Regions from separate parts of the Mus musculus genome. Here region 2 is linked to region 1. Evidence: chromatin contacts called from public Hi-C data. All regions are on one chromosome and are shown on one strand. Each heading gives the region's core, a stretch centred on a gene start, on an enhancer-like site or on the middle of the called end of the contact. The rest is flanking DNA. Distances are from core to core; before and after follow the strand shown.

Region 1 (6,503 bases), core at 1,922-4,421:
AGAGAGAGAGTCTGCTTCATCTGTTTGATATTCCCTTTGGTCTGCCCTTTGCCTGTGTGGACTGAACCCCCTGATTCTCAGTGTCTGAGAAGATTTATTTAGGTTTATGAGTATTTTGCCTGTATGTAAGTCCATGTACCACATGTATGCCTGGTGTCCACAGAGGCCAGAAGAAGGCATTGGACCCTCTTGGAATGGAGTTAGAGTCACTTGTGAGCCTCCTCACTGTCTTAGTTCATTGGGGCTGTTGTAACAATATAGCGCTAGCAGGGTGACTTATGAGCAACAGAATCCTCTTTCTCACAGCTCCAGAGGTGGGGAAGTTCAAGATGAAGGCTTCGGTGGAGATGCAGTGAGGACCCTGTTCCTCATAGCACTTGCTTCACCATGTGCATGCTGGGAATTGAACCTGTGTTCTCTGGAAGAGAGGCAAGAGGTCTTAATCTCACTCTCTCTCTCTCTCTCTCTCTCTCTCTCTCTCTCTCTCTCTCTCTCTAGATAGGGTCCTTTCTAGCCCAGGATGGCTCAACCTTGGCTCATGTAGCCAAGAATATTTTCAAAGTCCCAGTCCTCCTACCTCAGCGGCCTGGGTGTTGGAATTACAGGCGTACACGACATGTCTGGCTTCATTTTTCTCTAAGGTTGTTATCTGAAGTTCTTCATTAGACTCTATAACATAGTGTCTCTGGGGTATAGAACTCACCTTCTGTGTACAGAAGCATTTCATACAACAGAAACAGGTATGAGATATTTGCCCTACAGGCTAGGGCTGTTTTGAAGATTGCCAAAAATTAATGAATATATATGCGCCATGAGATGAGAGTCGTGCGACCCCACTATGTGTGCCAGCAATGCCTCTGCTGAATGCCCAGGTAGGACCCAGGGTTATCTGATATCTGCTCCCGCTTTACCCCGTAGCCTTAGTCTACTTCATAGCCTGCAGCGGGTGTTAAAGATCAACAGAGCCATGTCTTATAGAGTCTGTGCTCCTAAGGGGCTCTCCTTTCATTTTACCTGTGAACTCATATATTATGCACAGTAACTCAGAACCTTTATCATCCCCACTTCACAGATTAGAAACTGAGGTTTAAAGGGTCTGGGCTGCAGTCGTACAGTAAGTATTAGACCCTAACGCCTGTGGCTCCTCAGGCTGAGTATTAGGAACTTAATCACTCTATTCTCCATCCTTAAGAGGAAGGCATTTTCAAAGCGCTTTGCCTTGAAAATGTTAAGGAGAGGACCTGAAGCGGGCAAAGGAGCCATGTTGGAGTACCTGGTGGAGTGAGAAGCAGACATAGAGGGAGACTCACATGCATGAAATTGGTAAACAATGGATAAGAGATAGCCTATTAAACTATTAATCAAAGAGAAAAGGCACTACTAAAGAAAAGGCCTGTGACTAAATAGCCATACAAGTGACAAAGATGTCCAGGGAACTAACGGGACAGAGAATCAGGACCATAGTGTTCCAGCCAAACTCGAAGCCATTCAACTTCTCATTGTAAAGTGTGGCCAAGGCTGGGATGTCATTCCATGGGTAGAGTGATTGCCGAGCACATACAATGGCCCAGTTTGATCCCCAGTATCCCATATGTCAGGCATATGGGGGTAATCACAACACTTGGTGTGGGGGTGGGGGAAGGTGAAGCAAAAGTGAGCTACATCAAAGCCAGCCTGGAATACATGGGATTCTGCATCAATTAAAAAAAAAAGTGTATCCGAGTATTTCCTATGAAGCTACTATGAAAACGTAGCAAATAGATTTCTTTTCAGACCTGCTCCCTTCCAAGTTACTCAGTTGTGATAAGCATTTTCCAAGAGACTACTGTGCTGGGAGCCTGTAACTCCTGGAGGTCTCTGCAGATACAGGAAGATAGCTGAAGTATTTTCATAAGAATTTCTGAGTCAGCTATGGAGTTCAGATTGTGGAGTTCAGGTTCATTAGCTGTCTAACCTCAGGCAATATGCTGGTCCATCCCTGTCCAGAGAACCAGGATACATTTATGGTACCGAGACCTAATGAGAAGCCAGGTCCATGGCTCAGCACTCCTGATAAGTGGCTTGCTCCATTAAGTCTGGCTTTCTGGGCTCCTCAAAAGGTGTCATACTTGGGTACACAAGGGAGCCTTGGCAAGGGTGAATTTGGTCCCCCTTCAGCACAGATGTAATCCCATAAGCTTTGAGGACAGTATTCAGGTGGAACAGAACATGAGATGACATCAGCCAGGCTCGGTCCTAACCACTCTTTGGTCCTCTTAGAGCTAAGACAAGAGCTCAGAGTGGAGGGTTGGGAACATGGCTCAGCTGGTAGAGTATGTACAGAGTCCTGGCTTCACTCCCCAGTACCACATAAGCCAGGCATGTTTGCTCCTGGCTGCAATTTCAGCATCTTGGGGTTGAAAGCTGGTGGATGAGAAGGTCAAGGTCATCCTGGGCTGTATAATGAGCCCAAGGTCAGCCTGAGATTCAGGAGAGACCCTGTCCTAAGCATGGAACAGGGTGGAGTGGCTTCCATCCCATTTGTAACTGTTAAACCTGCACCTCTTCCCAGGCTCCTGTAAAAATGATCCATCTTTCCACTAGGTCTTCCTGAGGAAGAGCCATGCAGAATCTTGGCACCTTCACCCTGCCCAGAATTGTGTGGTGTCGTCTAGCAAAGTCAGAAAGGATGTTCAAGACAGGCTTTTGTTCTGCTGGGAAAAGAAAAATCTCTCTTCCTTTCTGCACGTGGCTACAGCGAGTTGCAGTTCACAATGCTGCCAATTTTAACACGTGCCTGGGCACACCCACAGGCACACACACACACACACACACACACACACACACACACACTCACACATACGGGTCGATCCTCAGCCTGGCTGTCTCTAAAACAATCCATGTTCAGCACTCATTGTTAATTATGAGCGGGTGCACCGATCACCAAATGGCACTGATGCTGAGCCCTCGGTGGCTGTCCCTGTCAGTCTGCATCACCATGACGCAGGTTGATGAAATCATCTGGGCAAGGTTAAGGCAAGGCCTCCACTGTACAACATTCTGCGTAAAACAAACAACTGCTTGCTTTTGAGACCTGGCAAGGAAATGAAAAAGAAACCCAAGATGCTCTCGGCTTCTGTCCTGGTTTCTAGGCAACTGGATGCTGGGTGCAGGAAGGGAGAGGGGCTTTCTTCTGGTGCCAGACAGTATTGATAGACAGTGGACTGCTGCTCAGTGCCAAGGACCTGGGGAGGGACAGAGGAAGCCGGAGCAAGCCTCATTGCCCTAATCAACCGTAGCTTGGCCTGCTGGCAGGGAGAGGTTGGAAAATGAGTGGATCAGTAGGGGGCTGGGCAGAGGGGAGATGCTTTTCTATCCTTTATAAAGACAAGAGGCTGTATTACAAGGATTGTTATCCTGGCAGCCAGAGATGAGTATGTCATTCAGAGGAGATGAAGGAACCTGACAAATGCCTTCGGAAGGCTCTTCAGGGATGGCTTGGCTGAGTCCTGGTTGTGGCAAAAGTGCACAGGAACGGTCAGTGGGATGGGGCATTATTTCATTCAATACTATCTAACAGGATCATCCCAGAGTCCACTGTGTGCCAAGCACTTTGTAAGCCCTGAGGATCTAAGAAGGAAGGAGAGGCCAAGCATCCACCATCAGCTCCCCTCTGTTGCTACTTTGGCCAGTGTTGAGAGGTCCAGGAGATCTTATAGTATAATGAGTGACCTAGGACTCCTCAGACAGATTAGGGTTCAAACCTGAACCCTGCCACTTACAGAGAGCGAGTAGTACTTAAACTCTCCAAATGCCCCTTCTTATCCATCCTAGAACTGTCTGGAACCAACACCAAGAGCAGGCGCATCATTTCCAGCAAACTACTAGTTTTCTGTCTTTTGTCCTGGGTTTCTCTGGCGACAGAGAAGAGTCTGTCCCAAAACGGTGAGAAACCTCAAATGGGTTTGATATGCAAGGAGATTCCCCGGTTTTTGTCTTACTGAATTCCTTAGGGCACTGCAGGGCAGTAATGGGTGTGTATTACAATGCCTATACATTACAAAAGCACAGGTCATACACCCTGAGCAGTCAATGTAGACTGCGGGGCCTAACCTAGTATCCTGGGAACTAGCAGTTCTTCTGTGAAGAAAAAACAAAACAAAACAAAACAAAAAAAAACAAAAAACAAATGTAAGTGAAGGAAGGAAGGTTACAGGTCAGAAGCAACGGGATGCACATGCCTAGATCCCCTGTGGATCTAGAGTTGAAGAGACAATTATCTTGTCCCTGCCCAGCGTTTCTGTGGCCTTCTCTCAGCCAGGGAGACTTCTTGAGTGGCTCTTGGGGTACCTTGTGGGTATGGTTAGCCTTCTGCCTTCCAGCTTGCATTTCTTTGGTCCATGACTGTCCTGACTCATCATAGTCAGCTTGGGCATCCCATGTTCAGCAAAAGCCACTGTTCTCCCAGTGCCTATTTCTCCTGCATCCACAAAAATGCATCATAAAACAAACAAGCAGAGAAAAAAAAAACATAAGCAAACACAGAGAGGAATCAGTGTCCTAGTGTCATCCCTGGCTACTGACCAGCTGTGTGGGCAAGTGCCTTTAGTTCTTTGAGTCTTAGCTTCCAGATTCCAGACAGAGAGCTACTTAAATCTCACTGTAGAGACAATGTAAGAGTTAATGGCTACATGAAGATCAAGGGAGACCTGGGAAGAGCTGAGATTTCAATGTTCACAGTGCAACATTGGCCACTATTCTGAGTGCTGCATAGGGTTTGTCTTCCTTGCCTGTTTTTCACATTGTTGTGGAGTGACCTTTTACAGATGAGAACACTAAGACCCAGAGACGTTGTGAAACCCACTGAGACATACAGATAGGCCACCTCTGTTTGTCACACCCATGCCACAGGGCTTCCCAGCTCAGTACACTTTCTTCTTAGCTATTTCTCATGCAGTAACATTTGGGACCAAACTATTTCCAAAGAGTCAATTAATGCAAGATTCAGCCTTGGGCATTCATTCTGGATTGGGGCTGCCTCCGGGTTAACAGTGGTTCCCTACATCCAACACTCAGTGAGACTAGAAGGCCAGGCAAGCTCTCTCTGGGAAAGAGGACCTGTGACTCTGGGATGGCTCGCAGCAGGCCCAGCATTTACTTCACTGGCACTCAGTTGAGATTCACTCAGTGAAATGAAAGTGTTGAAACCCATAGCACACAGAAAAACACCCAGGAAATCACCATAGTCTTATGTGGCATGTTCCTGGTGCCTGTGTGCATAGCCTCGTGGTTAGGATGCAGCTCGGCTCTAACTCAGAATCTCCTGTGTCCCAGGCCACACCCTTCCCATGGTATTTATTTTTATTTTTATTTTTATTTTTTTTTTTGCTTGAGTGAAAGAAATCACCTATCTCCTATAAACTTGCCTGGGATTCAAGGATTCCCCACCTTAGCCCTTCTGTGACAGGAGAGGTTTGAAGTGGCTACAAGGTGACACTTTCTGCATTGGTTGTCAGGAAGAGCCCTGTGTGTTTAGAGGGTCTGTCAGAAGCATATTCTAGAGTAGAGGGGACTCTAGGTCCCTGACAGATCTGTTTTATAGTTTAAAATTCTGCATAAAGCTTTTTGACAAAATCACATTATGTAATTGAATGATTAAATATACGAATCAATTAAATAGAGCCACTGAATCATGCGATCTTTCTGGCTAGGATGTGGTGTACAAACCCTGCTCATGTGATCCTCAGTGCACACTGGGCTGCACATTACTGTGTAGAACTAGGTGCCAGCTCTGGTTTGCTGGTGTTTTCCAGAGCTACCAAAGGACAGGAACATAAACAAGGCCAAAGATGAGGAAAGACAGCCAAGGTTAGCATGCAGCCAAGTGAAAAAATGAAAAAAGACAAAGCCTGGTGGCCGAGGCCAGGGTCTATGAAGGGGCTCAGTCTGGCCCAGCCACTGTTCCTCAGGGAATACCAGAGCCCTGCCCAACCTGGCTCTGAGTCCTAGGAGTCCTTGGCTCCCATGGATAGCAGGTCTAATGCCATGAGCAGGCAGGTGACAGCCAGCCGGAGCTCAATGATGAAATCTGGCTGTAGAAAAACCTCTGCTAATGAAAAGAAACATTCTACACCTGTACACATAGCACTGACACACACACACAAACACACACACACACACACACACACACACACACACACACACACACACACACTCACACACACACACACACTCTCAGGAGTATGCACACACACAGATCTATTTGAGAAAAAGCATGGTTTATTCTTTCTCTAAAGTGAGCTCAAACTAGTACAAACCATAATTTTCCTGTTCCCACTCACCTTTCTTAATCATACTGCCTGATTTCCTCTTAGGGATTGAGACCCCTATTGTCATAGAAACAAACATCTGGGATCATTGGGCAGTATAGGGAGGCAATGAAGGTGAGCTTCCAGAGTCATAGGGTACTTGGTGGCACATGCTGGTCCCGAGTTTCAGCTTGCAGATAGAAGCCACGCCCTTCT
Region 2 (6,503 bases), core at 1,073-3,572, 220 kb after region 1:
GAAGCTAATTTTCCTTTTCCCGGCACTCATTAGCTGTCTGTAGTTTTCTGCCCAGGGACAGGACCTCGAGAAAAAAATTCCCCTTATCCATTGGTGTTGCTATTGGTCCAGCCTTGTTACTGCAGTCATTTCTAGGGAAAGACCGTTTCACAATAGACTTCCTGGTCCTCTGACTCTTTGAATCTTTCCACGCCTCTCCCATGATGTTCCCTGAGTCCCAGATGGAGGAGCTGTGATATAGATAGATCCATTCTTGGAGAGTGGATGGGAAGGGAAAGGGGTGTGAGGCCAGCCTGCCCTTAGTTATGTACTTGGCAGCGCTCAGATCCAATCCAGCCAATAGCTAGAGGCTGTTAACCCCTCAAGTTTCATTTGCTCCTCATGGCTCATTATAGAGGAGCCAAATAATAATCCCCCCAAATATGTCCAGAGTCTGTAAGTATGGCCCTATTGGAATCTTTGCAGATGTAATTTAGTCAAGTATCTCAAGACACAGTGGTCCTGCTGGGCAGTGATGGCGCATGTCTTTAATCCCAACACTTGGGAGGCAGAGGCAGTTGAATCTCTGAGTTTGAGGCCAGCCTGGTCTACAGAGTGAGTTCTAGGACAGCCAGGACTACACAGAGAAACCCTGTTTCGAAAAACCAAAAACCAAAAAAAAAAAAAGAGAGAGAGAGACACAGTGGTCCTGAATTTCATGAATGTCATGAATGTCTCTAACTCTAACCTCAAACTTACTTACAAGAAGTACAAGGTAAGACTGAGAGGAGAAGGCTATGTGAGGGCAGAGAGTGAGGAGATGCTGTCAACAGCCAAAGAACCCAAGAAGCCAGAGGAGGTGGGGCCAGGGGGTCCCTTGGAGCCTTCAGAAGGCCAGAGGGCTCACCATTCTCCTTGAATTTGGACTTATGGCTTCCAGACTGTAAGGAGGCAACCTTCTGTAGTTTTAAGCCTCCTAGTTTGTGGTAATTTGTTACAGCAGTTCTGGAAGTGGATACAGGGATCTTCTGGGAGAGAAGATCCACAGAATACCTATGAACATGTTCAGACCAATCCAACAGAATACCTATGAACATCCTCAGACCAATCCAACATCTCAGACCAATCAATCCAACATGGCGCTGTTTCCTCTCTTAGAATCAGTGTGGTGGTTGATCCACATTGTCAACATAACAAGATTTAGAGTCACCATGGAAACATATCTCTGAGTGTGCCTATAAAGTGTTTCCAGAAAGGTTTAACCGTGGAAGGAAACCTGTCCTGAATGTGGTTGGCCCCATCCTACTGGCTGGTGGCCTGAACTGAATAAAACAGAAAAACCAAGGAGAGCACCAGGCTTCCTCTCTGGTTCCTGATTGCTTTTGGCAGCCTCCCACCGACAGGCCAGTTCCCCACCCTCACCCCCTCCCCACTCCTGCCTCTGTACCTTCTTCACTGTGGTGTTCCTAATCTCTTCTTAAGCTGTGACCCAAGGGCAGTTATATCTCCCTTCCTCCCTTGTGTTGTTCTGTCAGGTATTTGGTCATAGCTTTGAGGAAAGTAACTCTCACACTGAGACACTTTCCAATGACAACTTAACACTTAAGGGTTGATCAGTTCACTCAACAAACAAGCCTTGACAAAGATCTCCCCCTTCCTTCTTCTAGGGAAGGGCAGGGTTGAGAAAACAAACAAGAGCACTCCATCACACACAGAGAAGAGAATCTTGTCAGGGTCCCAGTTTCCACAGATGCCTCCAAAAAGGGCAGTTTGTGTTTGTCACATGGAGTCCAACTAGGATGCTTTTTGTAACTCAAGAGCACAAGGGTTGTGTCGATCGATCGAGGGTTGTGTCGATAGGCATATTTCTCCTCTCTGTCCCCTCCTGGCTCCGGGCAGGAGAGGAGGCAGCGGCAGGGAGCACTTTGAATTGGTTCCAGTGTAGGAAGAAGGCTCCGACTCTCTCAAAATTCTCTTTCAAGTCAGGTTAGGACCACAGTCGCCACAGACACGGAGGCAGATGCTAACACCGGCTCCCTTCACACAGGGGAAGTATGTTTGACCCAATGATTTGAGACCCACCTGCCACCAGAGCAGGAGTCGGTGTGAAACAGGTCCCTGTCGGCTGCAGCTTGCCTGGTTCTCAGCTGAATACCCAGGCAAACAGCAAAAGAAAGAAAATCCAGAAAATCCACACATCCTACTTGAGTTTCTCTGAGATTGTAAAATGAAAGGCTTGTTATAATCTGCTAAAAATAACCTGCATGGAGAGTTTACAAAGCGTGGGCATGGGAGAGCAAATGCTACAGTCTAGAGAAACCGGGTGCTTAATCAATCCGGAAAGGAAAGGTTCACATCGCAGAACGCTCACAGCCCACTGAGTCTGCGCTTTCGTGACAGGAAGCCTCCAGCTTGAATGTTAAAAATGTTCATTCAGGAATCCAAAGTCTTGGTTTTTAATGGCTCAGATCCTTCAAAAATAACAGCAGGGGCCCAGAGCAGCAGGAGGAGAGGGCGCCAGGCTGAGAGCAAAGAGGATGTGGCCATGATGTGGGCAGATGCCCACATGACCTCCAGAGTCAGGGTCAAGTAGGGCCCGGAGTCAGCGACCCCACTGAGATCTCACAAGTGGTCAGCAGCCCCTGACTTAAGCCAGTTCTGGGAAAGCAGAGATCTCCCTGGAACTGTTTATAACACATGCTGGCTCTGTCCTCTCCTGCTCTCCAAGGAGAACTGAAGCCATTTTGCTCAACACAGCATTTTTAGACAATATGGGTTTTATGGTTTTTGTGAAACAGAGGGAGGAATGAATTGCAAAACCAAATATAACTAGAAATGGCTTTGTAATTTTAAAATAAAATAAATGAAAACATTTCAGACCAAGGATCGCCCTCCAAGAATGGAAACCCAAACACAATCACTTTTTGCTGAAATATAGAAGCAGCAGCAGCAGAAATAAATCCAAGGGGACTGAGATCCAAAACTGAAACCCAATAAACTCAATGGTAGAAATTAAAGACAAATTATTTTTTTTAAAAAATTGTAGCAAGCCTCCAGGCTAAGAGTGCATGCACAAAGAAATCTATTGTCCTTCCATGCTTTCCTGGGCAAGCATCAAATTTGGACTTTGAAAGCTTCCCACTGAGTTGGGAATCCAGATATTTATGTTCTGACGAACATGCCTATCTCCGTACTCCTGTCTCTAGTAGCAAATGAAGCAAATGGTTAACAAACGCTTATAAAGTCCCCACCAACGTCAGCCTCAGCACCGGCTGCATCCTTTCCTTCCCGGGAAGACGAGAACGTAAGAATCAGGGTGTTTTTCTATTTACTCAGCCCTGTCTAAACGCCCAGGAAAATAGCGGAGTAAATATTGAATGGCCACTTAGGCGAATAACTGGCAGTCCTTTAGAAGATGGCTGCGGGGGCTGTATTGCACAAGCGTGCATTATTGTGCAATGATTTTTTAAGTGAACAGGGAGATTATAAAAAAAATCTATGTTTAATACTAGAAAAACCATATTAAGATGCATTGGAAAAGGAGCCAAGACAAAATACTAATGGGAGCTGTTTGGGGTACCGAGATCCATTTTAGTTTGCTCACTGATTTTTTTTTAATTAAAAAATGCAGTTTTAGTGATGAGGAGTCAGGTGGACAAAAGATGCTTTTGAGTGTCTAAGATATATCCTCGAGTTGCTCTAGTGGATGGCCCTTTCCAGATAAGAATGTCAGGTGACAAATGAAAGTAAGATAAACACAAGGACTTCTATCATTGCTCTCTCCTTGGTTTGGGTCTCTAGAAGACAAACTTGAAGGAAACTGGGTCTCAAGCACTTTGGGCCTAAGGTATCTGGGGAGATCCTAGGTAGCAATGCTCGTTGACGGAGGTTAGCTTACAAATCTTTAATAAGGAAGGTTCTCGTCATGTATTAACTTACATGTTGTGGTCAGGGGACTGTGCAGGGGATATGGTTTCAGTCTTTAGTTGATGGTCCCCTTGATCACTTTAAACATAGGAAACAGAGTAAAGGAGCTTGGGCGATCCTTCAGCTCTCCATTAGAATGCATGTTAAGTCAGCCCATCTAGCTGAAATTCTCTATGTACAAATAACACATCATACTAGGTAACAGAAACCAACAAGAACCAACCTAGCAAAAAGAGAAATGATCGGGGAGAACGGAGCAGATGGAATTTAAGATGAAAGAGGCACAGTAGGTATAAAGGTGGAGGAGTCAGAGGACCGGCAGAATCTAGGTAGCAAATTCTTGGTGGGCAACTCTTACACAGACTCAACGAACCCAGTATATTCAAGGGTCCATGTACAGGTTTCCGGGAGAAGTCGTTCAAACTGCGCTCATGTGGTTTTGAGCTTCTAGCTTGGTCAGCCGAGAGCAAGGCACCTTGATTGACAGTCCTATGGAGAGTCCAAAGGTAGCCAAGGACCCTTAACCTAAAAGAAAGAAAGGAATGCTAAAAAGGAAGGTGACTGACAGTGCCCTTATCTGCCAAACCCAAGAACGTGTGGTGCTCTACGTGGGTGTCATGCTGAAGATAGAGCAGTAACTATCACTAGGGCTATGGAAACTTCTCCAGGTTCTGGCTGGGTGCATAACCACTGACGTACAGATAATGTTGTCCAACAAGGAAGGATGGAGCCCGAACCACCATGGTTAGCCTTGGCAGAATCAAACAACGAATTCTTAACAAAGACAGAGGCTTTGCAGTTCTAAGCTCAAAGCTAAATGAGGCAAACAGAGGGGGGAGGCACGGCAGTTTTTCAGAGTAAAATGCCTTGAACAGTAAAATTAACAACAGAAACCTCATTGTACCAGGGAGTTCCTTTATTGACTTATTCTCTGACTCCAACTTTGAACACAATGAAAGTTGTGTGTGTGTGTGTGTGTGTGTGTGTGTGTGTGTGTGTGTGTGTGTGTGTTTTAAATAAGAATTTTTTTTTCCTTTCCTAATACTATGTAGAAACCTCTGGGGCAAAGCAAAATAAAACCTCATTAGGTCAGATTCCACTCATTCCAGAATTATAATAATTTGGCCTGAGCTGCATTGAAGCGAGCCTTTGTACTCTTTCTGAGTAGTGGTTTTTCTAAACAAATCAATAATACAAACAAGATTGCTGGGAGTCCTAGGGAGGCTGAGCAAGGAAGGTTCAGCACCAAGCTTACCACAAGCAGCATCACTCCTTGAAGATGCCTTAATTATGGCCAGAGTACCAGTGAAGGGCCTGGTGGCAGACGGCTCCCATCTCTATAGGCCCCTGCATTTCTTTTAAAATCTACAATCCAAATCTCTCACCTGCCACAATACGTCTCAATCCTGCGTGGTCCCATCTGGTATGGTTTGAAGTAGGTGTGTTAGTACACAGTCAAGTGTCCAGGAGTGTGGCAAGTTTGATGCTCTGTATAGAGACTCTTAAAAAAAAAAAGTCATTTGCCCATGCTGTTCATGCAAAAAAGAACAGCATGTAGAACCTTGTCTATTAGTCTTAGGAGGAGGGGGTGAGTGGGAAATAGGACAATTGATAACTGTGCTTGCTATGTAAGCTAGAAGACCTTAGTTAACCCCAGAAGCCATAGAAAAGGCCAGGCATAGTGGCTCAAAATCTTAGTTCTAGGGAGGCACAGACAGCTGGTTCCCTGGGGCTCACTGGCCAACTGACCTAGGCTATTTGGAAAATTACAGTTCACATCCCCCAAGGAAAACAGAATTTGTTCACCCTGGTAGAGGAGGGTGGGGACTGGCTGGGAAGGAAGTAGGAGACTGAATTGATCACAACATAAAATTATACTTTTTTTCAAATTATACATGTATAGCAAATTATAAAAGTGTATATACATATTATTGGGGCATGTAATCAATGGGGAAGAAATAAAAGGTGGCAAGGGACTGAGAAATTACATCCAGGGTGACCTCTAGTCTGGACATATGCACACACATATGCAGTCTTGACAGCTGTTCTTACTTCGAATGGAGACAATGTTAGAAATTGGTGAGTATATATACACACAGCAACTCTATCTGAATAAGCACGTGTCTTGGGTAGACTACAGAGCAATATGATCCTGTTACATATAACACAACCTCCAATGTTCTTTAACATGTAGCTTCATTTGAACATCATGGAACACAGAGAGAAGCATGAGGCAAATCTGGAAGTCATGAGAACACTAGGGCAAAAAAATAAGTGCTCACAGAGCAAACCCTCCCCGCCCCCTCCCCCAAAACCCTCCCCCCCCACACCTTTCCCAGAACCCCTGCAGGGCATGCGGTGTGAGCAACAGCTCACACAGAGAGTGCTGCCCTGCTCAGCATGTTTCCCTGTCATGCTGACTACAAATCCCTGAGTAAGATGGCAGATAAGAGTAAAGGGGTTTGAATTCCAGATCGACTGTCTAGAAGAGGGGCTCTGGAGAACAATACCAACCTGAAAGTCTCAAGAATTAAATAAACAAATTGGGCCCAAAGGGGAGATTAGGCACCATGACTACTAAACTAAGAAGACTTAGA

Evidence for each region. Hi-C and Micro-C count contacts between places; a contact is called where the count stands out from the background.
Region 2: a contact with region 1 is called in a Hi-C map of cerebral cortex, with 1.9 times the contacts expected there. The contact joins two enhancer-like sites. A contact is called at or near these places in 2 of 484 Hi-C or Micro-C datasets (cerebral cortex and liver) and 3 of 115 datasets of contacts at active chromatin or transcription factors (embryonic basal ganglia, embryonic stem cells and trophoblast stem cells).

What each region holds. Positions count from the first base shown.
Region 1 is chr7:129,776,125-129,782,627 of GRCm38.p6, forward strand. All of the region lies in intron 1 of Gm33323 (a long non-coding RNA gene), which reads left to right. Among named protein-coding and RNA genes, the nearest start is that of Gm33398, 15 kb to the left of the region's middle. Within about 2 kb of position 3,172, at least 48 of the 459 cell types and tissues checked have an H3K27ac peak or open chromatin away from gene starts, as enhancers often do. A contact at or near this core is called in cerebral cortex, where this site is marked.
Region 2 is chr7:129,998,824-130,005,326 of GRCm38.p6, forward strand. No RefSeq gene overlaps it. Among named protein-coding and RNA genes, the nearest start is that of Gm23847, 33 kb to the right of the region's middle. Within about 2 kb of position 2,323, at least 34 of the 459 cell types and tissues checked have an H3K27ac peak or open chromatin away from gene starts, as enhancers often do. A contact at or near this core is called in cerebral cortex, where this site is marked.